Linked DNA regions of Mus musculus: all the other regions are linked to region 1. A link is a contact called in public ChIA-PET, HiChIP or PLAC-seq and promoter capture Hi-C data. All regions are on one chromosome and are shown on one strand. Each heading gives the region's core, a stretch centred on a gene start, on an enhancer-like site or on the middle of the called end of the contact. The rest is flanking DNA. Distances are from core to core; before and after follow the strand shown.

Region 1 (2,700 bases), core at 30-2,529:
TCAGTTCCCAGAACTTAACCATAGGGTAATAAAGAAACTGTCCCACAAGGTGTCCCTCTGACAATTACCGTTCCATGCTCACTTGCACACATCCTCACCGTGTGTCTTAGTCAGGGTTTCTATTCCTGCACAAACATCATGACCAAGAAGCAAGTTGGGGAGGAAAGGGTTTATTCGGCTTACACTTCCATCCTGCTGTTCATGACCAAAGGAAGTCAGGACTGGAACTCAAGCAGGTCAGGGAGCAGGAGCTGATGCAGAGGCCATGGAGGGATGTTCTTTACTGGCTTGCCTCACCTGGCTTGCTCAGCCTGCTTTCTTATAGAACCAAGACTACCAGCCCTGAGATGGTCCCACCCACAAGGGGCCTTTCCCCCTTGATCACTAATTGAGAAAATGCCTTACAATTGCATCTCATGGAGGCATTTCCTCAACTGAAGCTCCTTTCTCTGTGATAACTCCAGCTGTGTCAAGTTGACACAAAACTAGCCAGTACACCGTGCAAACACACACACACACACACACACACACACACACACACACGATAAAAATTAATGTAAGTTTAAAAAACAAAAACAGGACCGACTGGCAGAGGGTGGCTATGTAGATAGGTAGTCCATGATGCTTTGTTTGAACCGGCGATGTCAGCTCTGCTGTGAATGACAAGCTAGATAGCGATCCCCCTTGAAATATTAATTCGCTATTATTCCGATGGAGGAGCCATTGGCAGGAAACTCCTGCTTCAGAATGGGACCCTTGGAGGCTCTCAGAGACTGAACCACCAACTAAAGAGCATAAGCAGGCTGGATTTAGGCCCCCCACACATATGTAGCAAATGTGCAGCTTGGTCTTCATGTGGGTCCCCCAACAACTGGAGTGGGGGCTGTCTCTAAAGCTGTTCCCTGTCTGTGGGTCCCGTTCGCATAACTGGGCTGCCTTCTCCGGCCTCAGCGGGAGAGGGGAGAGGATGAGCCTAGCGTTGCAAAGACTTGATGTGCAACAGTCAGGGGGAGTGGGATATCCAGAGGGAGGAAGGGAGGGATTGTGCGTCGCGGGGGGGGGGGGCGGGGAGAGCGGGGAGTGCAACGGTAGGGATGTGAAGTGAATAAAAAGATAAATTAATGGGGGGAAAAGCATACTGGTTTCTGCTGCAGTCCCCTCTTTCACTAGGTTCCCTTTCCTTCCTGGTTCGTTTTCTTTACCAAAAGGAGCGCTGCAGCGCTCCCTCTCATTGGTGGAAGATTCCAGCCCCACCCACCAGTTCTCCACACCAGGTCCTAAATCCGTGGAGCGTAATTGAAGGAGTGGCGAGAGTGGGCGTGTCATCGGAGGTGACGTTTCCGGAAGCTCTGACTGTCATCCTTCACGAAAGGTGGGAAGGGTCCCGGGAATGCAGCGGGACTGGGGATCCTGGCGCGGTGGGACCCCGCGGGGAGAGGCCGTGAGTGTGGGGTCCGTGTCCCTGGCCCAGGCCGGCCGCGCGCGAGCTCTGGGATGGCCCTGTCTTCAGGGCTGGCTTCAGACCAGCCAGGCCTGGTCTCAACACTCCTTGCATTTTCGAGAAACCTGACTGAGTGCCTTGCATTTTTGGAGAAACCTGACTGAGTGCCTTCTAGATGGGCGCTGCCAGCAGTTACTGCTGGATCCCTCTCCCGATACACACGCTCTGCAGGGTTGCTGAACCCCATGTTGTCCCGAGCCACTCGATGGCTTCTGGAGGATGGTCCTTTCTTTACCCACAAGTGCCTCTCTCGAGAGGTGCCCAGATGGCCAGCATCCCATTCCAATGAGCTCTTCTGGGCTGTGCCCAGTTCGGCGGTTAGGGACGTGGGCAGATTTACACTCTCAAGAGGATGTGTTTTACACTCGCAATGTCCCCACACTCCTAGCAGCCCTCGGCTTTTGCTAGAAAAGGGAGTTTAGTGGGGAAACTTCGTGGACAAAATGCCACCGCAAAGTTAGGGCAAGCTAAAGCAGAACTGGCCTAGAGAAAACAACCTCTGAGGACAGGTGAGTAGAACTGAGATATAGCTGAATGCACAACACTGTAATCTGCGTCTCCCCGGGCAGATGGGAATCCTGACCGAGGAATAAGATGGGAAAAACAAGACTGCTCAGACCCAAGATGAGTGTATTCTAGAACAGGCTGGCTAGGGTGTGCTGTTATCCAGTGCACACCGACAACCCCGTTCCACTCAGGATTATGTGCAACGATGGTGCCAGGGAGCCCAGAAGCAACATCTAGAAAGAATGTAAATTCCTACAGTTTGGGTACCAATGAGTAGGAACTCCTAGAGTGTTCCACCCCAACCTAGGTGCTGTCACTTTGCCGTTTACACCCTGCTTGGCTTGTGGGGACAAGCACGGATTGATGCTTCCAAGCATGAACTACCTGGCCCTGAAAGTGGTGAATGGGATGGGCTGAAGTGAAGGGTGGTTTAGTGAGCAGCGTCAGGAATATTCACCCTAGAAAGGAGCCCCGCATTAACCTTGTGTTCAAAACTGAGGAAGCGTATCCCGGTAAATACCATTTCATCTCTGGTGGAATGAAATGGTCGACATGAATTATCCAGGCCGTGTTCATGAGGATTCACTGAACACACTCTGCCAGGGATTGGGTAAACGGAAGTGGTCATCCGCATAAAGAAACAAGAAAAAGAAAAAGACGCAGTTCTCTGGATGGGCCTCCTACTGATGGAG
Region 2 (2,700 bases), core at 31-2,530, 190 kb after region 1:
ATACCATCCTGGATATCCAGGTCCTGATGCTAATAGATAATTGGAGTCTGTTGTCCAGCTCCAGTCTGTAGATGGCCCACTACCCAGAGCCTTGGCTTCCATCAAGGAAAGGATCCTCTGCAGCCTGGCACTGATGAAGGGCTCTATGAGCGTTAGTGGACTGTTCTCAATAGTGCCCTTGAGCTTATGCTGGTGACATCCAGGTTTAATGCTTCTCAACTTGAAGTAGGAGTCCAAAGCTGCTGAGGACTTATGACAGCACAGTCAGGACGCTGGGCCTCCTCCTGGGTCTTGGTGGGACCTGAGAACCTGCCTACTCTCCTGGCTCCCAAGTAGTGAGACTCTGCCAACAATCCAGGGGCCAACCTTTAAGAACCATAGGCCAGCCAGGCGTGGTGGCGCACGCCTTTAATCCCAGCACTCGCGAGGCAGAGGCAGGCGGATTTCTGAGTTTGAGGCCAGCCTGGTCTACAGAGTGAGTTCCAGGACAGCCAGGGCTACACAGAGAAACCCTGTCTTGAAAAACCAACCAACCAAACAACCAAACAACAACAACAACAACAACAACAAAACGTAGGCCAAGCTGTTCGCTGTCCTCCTTGAAGCAAGCTTCAGCCAGTCTTCGCAGATTCAGAGTAGTTTACACTCTTCATGATAAGCCAGGAAGTAAGGCATGTAAGGAGAAGGAACCAAAGCGGGAATCGATTGTCAAGTTCTTTTCCAAGAGGAAAGGAGGCCAGTGGGATGGCTCAGTGGGTAAAGCCACTTGCTCTCAAGCCTGAGTGTAATCTTAAACCCTCATGGCCAAAGGAGAGCCTGACAGGTTGTCCTCTGACCTTCACGCACACCACGATAGCTCCCTCAAGTGTCTTACATTTTTTGTTTTAAAGGAACAAAAAAAAAAAAAAAAAAAAAGAATCCAGCTGGGTAGGCAACGTAGCCCTTTCTTCTTGGTCTCCAGTACAACCTTTGAGGAGTTTTTCTCACAAGGACAGGGCAATGGGGAAGGAGCTGGTCAGAAAGCCAGCACCAGTGTCCTCAGCTCACCCTCCTGTAGGGAATATGATAGTCCCTCTCTGTGAGTGCTGCGGCAGCCCTGTGCCAGCCTCCAGCTGGGCTCCCTAGATAGACCTAGGTCCCAGGCCTGCCCTTGGGGGCTGTGTCCTGATAAAGCCTGTTGTGCTGAGACCTGTCCAGGCACCAAACAAAAGCTACGCTGTCATGTCAAGCCCTGCTATAGAGGCTTTGAATGGTGTGTGCAAGCACTTCCTATAAGGGACTGGCAGCCCTCGCCTGTTAATGTGGTCAGAAACACTTCCCCTAAGAGCTGAGTGAGATAGACGGCCTAGTTCAGTGTTTGAAAAAAGAAACTCTGTTTCCTTTTCAGTCAGGGAAATGCAACAAGGAAGCTTTTGGGGAAGGGAGTCTAAGTACTGGCAGGATACATGCGGGTAATCCCCACCCCTAGGAGTCTAAGGTCATGAAGACTGTTCCTAAACCAGCCTAGGCTACATGGTGGGACTGTCCTCCAGCAACCTCCTTAAAGAAAGCCATCAGTACAGAGGGGGAAGAGCACCTTGGCCATTGGCTTTTGTCTACAAGAACCTTTGTAATGAAGGGGATTAACCATGCCAGCCTTTGTACCACTGAGCTGCACCCAAGACCAGGGCCCTTGTTGGGTTGATCTGGGGTCTAGTGATTCATGACAGTAGAGCAGATGAGACAAAGTATGAGGTGCCTTCAAACTGCAGACATCTCGATAGCATTATGCCTTACTAAATGGCCTACTTAAATGTCATACTCAAACTGAATCCACTACAGAATACAAGGATATTTTTACTTAACCTTTTAAAAATGCCTGCCCATGTTGGAGCTAGAGAGATGGCTTAGCATAGTGCTTGCCGTGCAAGCATGAGGACCGGAGTTTGGATCTCAGCACCCAGAGAGAGCAAGCCATCAGTTTCGAGAGTGCCTGTAGCTTCAGCTCCGAGAGCTCTGATGCGCTCTCTGGCTTCCATATGCTCAGGTGTGTGCGCTCACACAAGCACAGCATACATGGAACGAATCCATCTTTTTAAAGAATATCATGTTAATTGTTTAAAGAAAGATGCTTTTGTCACCGGTCTCCTTAGATGTTAACATGCATTCGCTAAGTTCATCGATGCCTTGTTAAAGGTCCTAGGTCCTAAAGGGTGATCCTCAGAGGCACTCTTCAAAGAAGCCTGTACCCCATACTGAGAGATAGCTGGATACACTCTTAGTCAAGCCCAGAGTGAGTGAAGATGTGCATAGCCTGTCAGGAGCTCAGTCAGTACAGAGAGAGACGGAGAGTGCATTCCAGATGGCAAGTGACCCTTGTCTGCAAAAGACATTGAAAATCTATTTAAAAGAAGATGGCTTTTATGTTGTTAAGGAGATTCACTGAGTTCCTCCCTCATGCTTGGCATGCCTTGAGTAATACATGTACACTATCAGGCCTGGGAGGTAGAGCTAGCCCTGTGTCCAGTTTACATCTAGGAAGCCTGAGGCCCACATAGACTCAGTAACTTGGCCGCAATGGTGTAGCTAGAGAGTGGCTCTCTGTCCATCAGGCTGTATTGGAACCAGCCTTGTCCCGTGTTGCTGTATAATACACGTTCATGGTCATAGCTGTGTCTGTAAACATGGTGTGGTTGAGTACATGATATCAGAGGCCTTTGA
Region 3 (2,700 bases), core at 29-2,528, 220 kb before region 1:
AAGAAGGGTGATACGTGTAGGAGGATGTCCTACTGACCAATACTTTTTGTTGTTGTTGTTTTGTTTTGTTTTGTTTTTTTGTTTTTCAAGACAGGGTTTTTCTGTGTAGCCCTGGCTGTCCTGGAACTCACTGTGTAGACCAGGCTGTCCTCGAACTCAGAAATCTGCCTGCCTCTGCCTCCCAAGTGCTGGGATTAAAGGCGTGCGCCACCACCGCCCGGCTCTGACCAATACTTCTTGTAATAGACAATAAAGACTCGATCCAACTCAAAGAGTAGTACATCAAGAGTACATCCGAAGGGATATTAATGCATGAGACAGTAGATTAAAAATCCAAATTAATTTCTTGACAAACTGGGAAAAATAAGTTCTACCTTCCATATGAATATAACAAGGCTAAGTGCAAACTCCTACGCTGTGCTGAGGGTTTTTCCTTGTAAGGTATCATAAATAAAGCCAGGGGTCATCCGCTTTCGCAATTCACGGGAAGAGACTTCCGGGTAAATCAGCAGCAAGCAGCTAGGATACCAAATCTTCCTATCAGGTCCTGATTTGACACACCCAGTTCCACAAAATGCTTGTCACGCGCAGGGGACCGGATAAACCACCATCTTGCTCACTCTTGTCCTTGCCTTACGTCTCACCCAAAGCCATGCTTAGTAGAGCTACTTCCCAAAGTCAAGCAGACCAGCTTCTAAGCAGGAGAATATAGGAACCAAGGGCGTTCGGGGCCGACAGCAGTGGAGGGTCCGGAGCACCAAGATAAGACAGTGCTCTGGTGACAGCTGCTTAACTCCCGGGTTCCCTTGTGCATGAATCTCAGTCTCAGCTTCTGCCTCTTTCCCACGTCCACCCGCGACCGGCAACTTCCCACCTGACCCCCCAGCTCTGCACAACTCTCCAGGTTGACACAAGAGCCCTGTGGCAGAAAGGTGATGGCCGGGAGGGGCGTGGTCGCACCGTGGAGCACAAAGGCACCGGGCATGGTGTGGGCCGCCGCCCCCTGACCCGCCGCTCCCGGACGGACAGCCTTCGGCCGATCCAGCGCTCACCCTTCCACGCCACCATAAAGCGCGGCCATACTACCGTTGCCACCGCTGGTCCGCCGTAGCAACCTCGACCCTAGCCGTGACTTCGCTCCCGCCCACACGGGCACCGCCCCTTGTCATGTGACTACGACGCGCTTGCGTAGGGTGTGGATGCTACGTCCTCTCTCGCCCCTGCTGTCGCCTCCCGCAGCTTTCCCCTCCGGTTTTTTCTAGCCCGCCGTTCAAGTGACTGCTTCGCGAGGAGGCGGCACCCCAGCTGAGGCTCCTGGGAGGGTGTGTGAGGGCTGCCAAGGGCCAGCCGGAAGTAGCTGGCAGACGCGCGCTAACTGTGGGGTGCGCACGCGCAGACGCTTTTGGAGGCAAGCTCAGAGTCTGGCGGATGTGTCTGAGGACCAGGGCGGGAGCCAACGTCCAGACCACCCCACCCTGGCTCATGAGCGCACACTCTACCTTGTGCTGAGTACGCTGAGCAGGTCTCAGTGAGGCCCCAGGCTGCTGTCAGCTGAGGTTTGTGCGGCGGTGAGGATAGAGCCCAGGGTTTCATGTGTGTCAGGCTAGCGCTCTACAAGTGATCTGAGTCCAACTCTGTTCTTTCTGGACTGTATCTCGTCTGTATAACCCAGACTGGCATGGAATGCAATGCTGGCTCAGCATGCTAAAAACTGGCACTCACAGACCATATTTCACCTTCTGGCCACCACCTGCTCAACTCTAAACTGTGCAGTGGAACTGGAGGAAGAGAGGAAGATACCGTTAGGTCCTGTAGAAGAGTGACTCCTGCGTGTTTCCTCAGGCTCCAGGTTGTTCCAGCCCTACTTAAGAGGCAGCTTCAATAGCCAGGAGGACTGTCTGCTGCTCTTGACATTTCTTTGAGACTTCAGATGGAGTCTCCTTGGGGCTAGCATGTCTCTGTCCAACCTCGGACCTCTGAGCCTGCCTCCTGTGGAGAAATCTTGAACTGGGATCCTCTTTCCCTGTCAGATAATTGGGTCCGGTTGTGTTTTGATGTAAACAGTTGGGAAGGTGGGCACACAGAGCCTCATATATCCCAAACTCACCTCAGACTCTGGCTGAGGATGACCTTAAACTCCTGATTCTCCTGCCCCACCTCCCAAGTGCTAGGATGTTTTGGTGTAGGCTTGCTTTCTAAGGTTCCAGAGTGAATGAATTCTTTACCTCCTTTCTTACCTATGTGACTCAGTAAAGCACCAAATAATTCAAGAATAGAAATAACATTATTGCCTGATAGAGAAACTAGAGGGAAGTGAGACATTACCATTCACAGTACTTCAGAGCTGGAAAATGCTTCCTCCAACAACATCTTTAGAATCAAAGATAATTCCATAGGATTCTGATTGAATGGAAGTTTTGGCAAGAGTGTGATGTTGTGGGTGAATTCTGATGGAAAAGTTCCCTTTAGCACTGGTGTAATGAGTCTTGGGATCCATTTGTGACAGCGCTGATGTGCTTTTGTTCTGTTGTTTGAATCTTTTTGTAATGAGATTGCAAGTCACCAGGACTGGCCCTACACTCCTGAGGTGTCTGAGGCTGTCCTTGAATCCCAGTCTTTCTGTCTCCACCCCCTAAATGCTCGGATGAAAGGACCACACTGCCCTCCTGGCTTTGCATTACTTGTTTAGAAAGGAATACA
Region 4 (2,700 bases), core at 142-2,641, 250 kb after region 1:
GAAAAGGATCTCAATAAACTCTATCCACAAATAGTCTGAAAACACAAAATACAGACACAGACACACACACACACACACACACACACACACAAACGATGCTTAACATTGCTGGTCATTGGGAGAATGTAAATCAATAAATTCCACTTCACCCTCAGATCTATCAGTGGTAATTACCAGGCAGGTGTGAACTGAAGAATTCTGAAAACTCAATACAATGAGAATGGGATGTTAAATGCAGTGCAGGCTTTAGAAGGCTTGGCAGTGCCTCAAAGGCTAACATGCAAAAACCTCACTAAGACCCAGGAGATACCATCACACACACATACCCAAAAACCTATAACCAGCTGCTCACAGCAGCGTTATTCAGAATAGCCAAAGAGTGGGAAAAACTGTCCATCGGTTTAAGTTATAAATAAAAACTTCCATTTACCTCACCTGGCTGAAGAGCTATGGACAGTCCACAAGAAGAGTCAGGTTTTTCAGGGACAAGCTCAAATAGACTCATAATGAAATAGTCAGCTCTACACCCAAGTACATACAGACGACACTAACTGGATCCATTACGTATGTATGTTGTATAGACGTAATATAGAATATAGATAAGAGAACATGAATTTGAATGGGAGATGAGAGGGCACTGGAGGAGTTAGAAATGAAAATACGCATCTATTAAGTTCTCAAAAAAAATAAAAACCTTAAAAAAAATTCACATGTGGGCCGAGATGAAAGCACCCACCTTTAATCCCAACATCTAAGAGGGCTCGAGGCCAGCCTGGGCTACATAGCAAGACCATTTCTCAAAACAAAACCCCCACATTTAAAGGAGGCCTGTCCTAGTGGCCGAGGCTGTATCCTGGCTCCTTGGGAAAGCAGAGGCAGGAGGAGTCCAGGTTCAAGCCCCGCCTGGGCTAAGAGAAAAGTCACATTGGAAGGAGCAATGCCCTCTTCCCAAATGCAAACCTGTGGGAAGCCACTGAGAACCTGCGCCTTTCTTTCTCAGCCTGGTCTGGTCACCGAGGCACTGCACATTTTCCTGCGCTAGCCGATCCCGGGGCGGCAGGCCCGGAGCAGCCCTAGGTCGGGCTCCGCCCTCCGCTTGGCCCCTCGGCCCGGCCCTGCCGACCGACACCCGCCCCGCCCCGGCCCGGCCCGGCCCACTCACAAGAGGAAGCTCATCCTCGCTAGCCCGAGGGGCCGTGGCCCCCGCCCCGTCAGACTCGGCGCCGCCGCGGGCACCGGGAGGCAGAGGACGGTCCGCGGCTCTACAGGGCTGCCGAAGCTTCACGGCCCGGGTTTGGTACCGAGTTCCAGCCGCCGCGACCAAGCACCGACCGCGGGCTCCTCCGCGCTGCCTCCCACAGCTCCGCGAGCCAAAATGCGGAACCAAGAGGATCTCGCGAGACCGGGCTTCTTCCCGTCCCGCTGAGCTTCACCCTGCCCCTTCCTGAGCTCAGCCAATCAGTATTCTGTGGGCACGGGAGGGAAATGGGGCCAACTAGGCGCCGCTGTCAACTGTTCCGTGGCCGAGGGACGTCTGCCAGCGCTACTTGGTGACTGTTTCGCTATTTAGAAAAACTTGATGTCTTCTCCTAAAGGAATGCTATTCTGGCCACCTCGCCTGTTGATGGACACCTGGGAGGTTTCTACACACACACTGTAACGCTGCTATGAATGTCCATGTGCATGTTCCGTGTGGGAGGATATGTTGACACCAGGTGACACTATGGTAGAATGAAGAAAAGAGGGGGGAGAAAAAAAACCTGTGGAAATAAATGAAACTGCAGATGCGCAGTGGCAAAGATCCAGTATTTTGCCGGTGGTTTAAAACCATTTGAATGCCACCTGTCACATTAATGTCATCAATTTTATTTTATCAACTTTTGGGTTCCTGTTTGTTTGCGTGTTGTTCCTTGGTTGAGACAGGATCTCAGGTGTTCCAGGCTGCCCAGGCTGGTTTAAAGTTTACTATGTCGCCAAGGATGACCCTGACCTCCTGACCGTCCTGCGTCTGCTTCCCAGGTGCGGGAATTACAGGCTTGAGCTACCACCTGCCTCCTTCTATTAACTTTTTAAACCACCTTTTATACATTTGTATTTATTAGTGTGGTATGTAGTAGTAGCTGGTTCTCCTTTTCTACCTTGATGGGGGGGGGGGCAGCCTAGGTTATCAGGATTATTCAGTAAGCTTTTTCTTTTCTTTCTTTCCTTTTTTTCACTAACTTCTGTAAATTTGTATGTGATTTAGAGTATGTGCCTTGATATATTTTTTGAATCTTTTGTTTGTTTGTTTTTGGTTTTGTTTTTTGTTGGTTTTTTTTGTTTGTTTGTTTTCCTGGTTTTTTGAGACAGGGTCTCTATGTAGTCCTGCTGTCCTGGAACTTGTTTTGTAGATCAGGCTGGCCTCGAACTAACAGATATCTTCCTGCCTCTGCCTCTTGTCCTTTTATTTGTTTATTTTTTTCATAAGTATATTTTTAAATAACATATTATTAAGGTTTGAGTCTGTGTCCTTATGTTTATATCAAGTCAGGACAAGCATGATGATACACAGCTTCTTTAATCCCAGCACTGGGAGGTAGAGGCAGATGGGTCTTTGTGAGTTCATGGCCAGCTTGGTCTGCATAGCATGTTCTAGGACAGCCATGACTACATAGAAAGACTCTCAAAAATTATATGTGTGTGTGTATGTATGTGTGTGTA
Region 5 (2,700 bases), core at 1-2,500, 200 kb before region 1:
CCTGTCTCTCTCTGCCAATTAGGAAGTCAGTTCCCAGGGAAGTCTTGGGAACTTAAACTTTACTTGACCCCTACTCAAAATGGAGGGGGGGTCTTATTTTAAATAGTTTCTTATATCTCTTATGTTGGGGTTCATCCCAGGGGCAGCTTATAACAGCAAATCCCATAAAAGCTTATAGTCAGGTGCAGAAAGTATTGTTGGATGGTCACTTCAGACCCAAACTTGCTGTGAGTAACCATGCAAAGCATTTCTATTTAGATTGGTTTCCCAGGGCACAGAACAAAACAGAATACATAACCAATCCTGGCATTAGAAAGTTTCCTAGTAACAGTAGAAACATGAGCAAGTTTCCTTATAATGGCAGGCTGGCCAGGTGACAGTTACCTAGGCCTTAATATTGTACCTAGTCCTTAACATATAATATCTACCATTCCAGCACTCAAAACTACTTAGTGTCACCAAGGCCAGCCTGGAGGCACATAAGGCTGTTTCAAAAAAAGAAAAGATCTTTGCATGATGTTTCTACACCTTTAATCCCAGGATTTGGGATAAAGCAGAGGCAGGCTGGTCTCTGTGAGTTCAAGGTTAGCCTGATTTACATAGCAGGTTGCAGGACTACATAGAGACCCTTAATCAAAACAGACAAAACCAAAACCAAAGTTATATTTTGCCCTAGTACGGAGACTCCACACATCTGAAACCCTACCAATTGAGAGCTGGAGATGGGAGAGTTGACAGTTCAAAGGCCAGCCTGAGCTATGAGACCCTCCCTTTCTGAAAATAACAAACAAAAAGTTTGTTTGAGATAAGAGGCTTGTTGGCACTCTGAGCTTACCTGTGTCAGCCACTAGGTGGTGCTCTCTCAGATGATTACCTGCGGTGTCGCAAGTACAGTCAGTGCTTAGCTGTTGCTTTAGTCCCCACGCAAAAGTGAAGACCTGCATTGCAAAAGACCTCAGCCTAGAGGGAGAGTTAAGGCTGAAGGTGACCATTTAAAGGCACCTGGGATTCCAGATTATGCGGCTTCCTAGTGTGTGACCTGAGAGAAGGGAATCTTCCTCTCCCAGAAAATTAGGATCCAAGGCTGTGCGGAGCAGGCTTGAGCCAGGATTGGTTCCAATCAATCTGGGCTCTGTGTAGGCGCTCCGTACCGGGTGCAGCGCGATTTCGATCCTCCGAGCCGGTTAGCGGCGCTCGCGGGCTTGGCGGGGGCGCAGGGGCCGCGGCGCTCCGCCCTGCTCCTCTCGGCGTCCTCTGGGCGGGGACAGCACGGCGGCGGCCGCTCAGTGTCGCGGGAGCCGGACCGCGCAGGCCCGTCCCGGCGGCCCGGGGGGCGCCATGTGGTTCATGTACGTGCTGAGCTGGCTGTCGCTGTTCATCCAGGTGGCATTCATCACTCTGGCCGTCGGTGAGAGCGCTGACCCGGGCCGCGCGCGCCCCGATGCCCCGAGCCGCCAACCGCTGCTGCTCTTTGCAGCTGGGCGCTGACGACCCCGAGCTGGTCCTACTGGACCTCTGCGGAACCTTCCGGTGGGGATGCTTGGTTCCCGAGACGCATCCTTGCTCTTGGAGCCCTGAGCTCCCTACTCAGCCTGTCCCCTCCAGCTGGGACAGGGGGAAGGCCCCTGTCTGTCTCACCCGGCTGTGTGCTAGTGTACAGCACCCGGCCTGTAAACTAAGTGTTCTGCAGGTGTTGATTGACGAGTGAAGTTTAAGGTTCCCGGAACAGAGGTTAACTTTATGCTGTGCGGTCAAATCCAATATTTCTACAGTTGTCTTGGCAAAGTTCTATCTACTTGTGCAGATGAGAAGGACATCCCAGGGGTGCTTTGGCTTGTTCCCGACTTCCTGGAGTCTGAGGAGGGTTGGTGGGGGACTACAGGATGAGCAGGCTGGTGGGAGTGTCCCTGGCTGATCTCTTCCTGTTTGTCCCCCTCCCTCTGGGACCCCCTTCTCCTACCCAGCGGCTGGACTGTACTACCTTGCAGAGCTGATAGAAGAGTACACGGTGGCCACCAGCCGAATCATCAAATACATGATCTGGGTAAGTGGCCGCTTTTCCCTGGAGTAGTCACCCAGGGCTTGTTTGCCCTACATCAGAAACAGGAAGTGGGGACTGTTTGAGCTGGGGCTGTTTTGGTGCTGAGAACCCAGGATCTGAGGGTGTCCCACTTGCTTCCCTGCCCTGCAGTCTGCACTCCTGGGTCCAGATCACCCCTGGCCCTCCAGCCTCAGGTGGCATAGTTTCACAACCTACTGCCATTCCTTAAGGTGACAGTGCAGATATTTCATTGATAGGTATTCATGGCTTCGCTTTCCTGTGTCTGTCTCACAGTGTCCACGGTCTCTAACACCAGGTCCCCAATCCCAGCCCAGGCTTAGAACTTATAGGGACAATAAGGACAGTTTGTAACGCTTAGTTAGCTATTGCCCTCTCTCCACTCAGTGTCATTTGTCCTAAGGGAGAATGTCCAGCCCTTTCTCTTCCCTCATGGAGGTTTCTTTTCCTGAAGACTTGGTCCCTGTCCCTGTTAGAGAGGCTGTGAGGAAGACTGAGGTGCGGGGGGGGGGGGGGGGGAGGATACCTTTGGACAGAAAAGTTCACCTTTCAGTCGCCTAAAGTCTGCAGCTACTTTCACTCTCAACGTAGCCTGGGGTTGTAGTTTGTGGTAAAGACAGGGCTACAGCCAGCTCATTGGC

The links. ChIA-PET counts read pairs in DNA pulled down with a chosen protein or histone mark. HiChIP or PLAC-seq counts read pairs in DNA pulled down with a chosen protein or histone mark. Capture Hi-C pulls out chosen DNA fragments and counts their contacts.
Region 2: a contact with region 1 is called in an H3K27ac HiChIP or PLAC-seq map of the HPC-7 cell line, with 8 times the contacts expected there. The contact joins the enhancer-like site here to the promoter of Stambp in region 1. A contact is called at or near these places in 3 of 39 promoter capture datasets (embryonic stem cells, liver and stem cell-derived epiblast-like cells), 3 of 484 Hi-C or Micro-C datasets (CD4 T cells, bone marrow-derived macrophages and gonadal supporting cells), 7 of 115 datasets of contacts at active chromatin or transcription factors (the HPC-7 cell line, bone marrow-derived macrophages, embryonic forebrain and 4 more) and 2 of 9 other capture datasets (adipose tissue and liver).
Region 3: a contact with region 1 is called in an RNA polymerase II ChIA-PET map of memory CD8 T cells, with 19 read pairs. The contact joins the promoter of Nagk here to the promoter of Stambp in region 1. A contact is called at or near these places in 3 of 39 promoter capture datasets (erythroid cells, hippocampal neurons and liver), 4 of 484 Hi-C or Micro-C datasets (CD4 T cells, the N1E-115 cell line, nephron progenitors and 1 more), 1 of 115 datasets of contacts at active chromatin or transcription factors (memory CD8 T cells) and 2 of 9 other capture datasets (adipose tissue and pancreatic islet).
Region 4: an RNA polymerase II ChIA-PET map of memory CD8 T cells shows a contact between it and region 1, with 277 read pairs. The contact joins the promoter of Mob1a here to the promoter of Stambp in region 1. A contact is called at or near these places in 12 of 39 promoter capture datasets (the C10 cell line, the HPC-7 cell line, cranial neural crest and 8 more), 2 of 484 Hi-C or Micro-C datasets (B cells and bone marrow-derived macrophages), 26 of 115 datasets of contacts at active chromatin or transcription factors (the 230-238 cell line, T-cell acute lymphoblastic leukemia, astrocytes and 18 more) and 4 of 9 other capture datasets (adipose tissue, liver, macrophages and 1 more).
Region 5: a contact with region 1 is called in a promoter capture Hi-C map of adipose tissue. The contact joins the promoter of Tex261 here to the promoter of Stambp in region 1. A contact is called at or near these places in 1 of 39 promoter capture datasets (erythroid cells), 7 of 484 Hi-C or Micro-C datasets (B cells, CD4 T cells, the N1E-115 cell line and 2 more), 3 of 115 datasets of contacts at active chromatin or transcription factors (embryonic stem cells, extraembryonic endoderm stem cells and memory CD8 T cells) and 3 of 9 other capture datasets (adipose tissue, embryonic stem cells and pancreatic islet).

What each region holds. Positions count from the first base shown.
Region 1 is chr6:83,571,083-83,573,782 of GRCm38.p6, reverse strand. It overlaps Stambp (STAM binding protein), which reads left to right and starts at 1,279. Exons shown (of 10, transcript NM_024239.2): 1 at 1,279-1,372. The region is part of intron 1 of Gm21284 (predicted gene, 21284); the gene reads right to left.
Region 2 is chr6:83,380,486-83,383,185 of GRCm38.p6, reverse strand. All of the region lies in intron 5 of Tet3 (tet methylcytosine dioxygenase 3), which reads left to right. Among named protein-coding and RNA genes, the nearest start is that of Mir6374, 19 kb to the left of the region's middle. Within about 2 kb of position 1,280, at least 114 of the 459 cell types and tissues checked have an H3K27ac peak or open chromatin away from gene starts, as enhancers often do. A contact at or near this core is called in the HPC-7 cell line, adipose tissue, bone marrow-derived macrophages and 1 more, where this site is marked.
Region 3 is chr6:83,793,635-83,796,334 of GRCm38.p6, reverse strand. Nagk (N-acetylglucosamine kinase) reads right to left here and starts at 1,278. Exons shown (of 10, transcript NM_019542.2): 1 at 1,053-1,278. The coding sequence starts at 1,081. It also overlaps the pseudogene LOC665004.
Region 4 is chr6:83,324,730-83,327,429 of GRCm38.p6, reverse strand. Mob1a (MOB kinase activator 1A) reads right to left here and starts at 1,391. Exons shown (of 6, transcript NM_145571.2): 1 at 1,163-1,391. The coding sequence starts at 1,176. It also overlaps a transcript of Mthfd2 not described here.
Region 5 is chr6:83,774,362-83,777,061 of GRCm38.p6, reverse strand. It overlaps Tex261 (testis expressed gene 261), which reads left to right and starts at 1,250. Exons shown (of 6, transcript NM_009357.2): 1 at 1,250-1,408; 2 at 1,965-2,044. The coding sequence starts at 1,339. It overlaps Gm52907 (predicted gene, 52907), which reads right to left and starts at 1,127. Exons shown (of 2, transcript NR_168047.1): 1 at 836-1,127.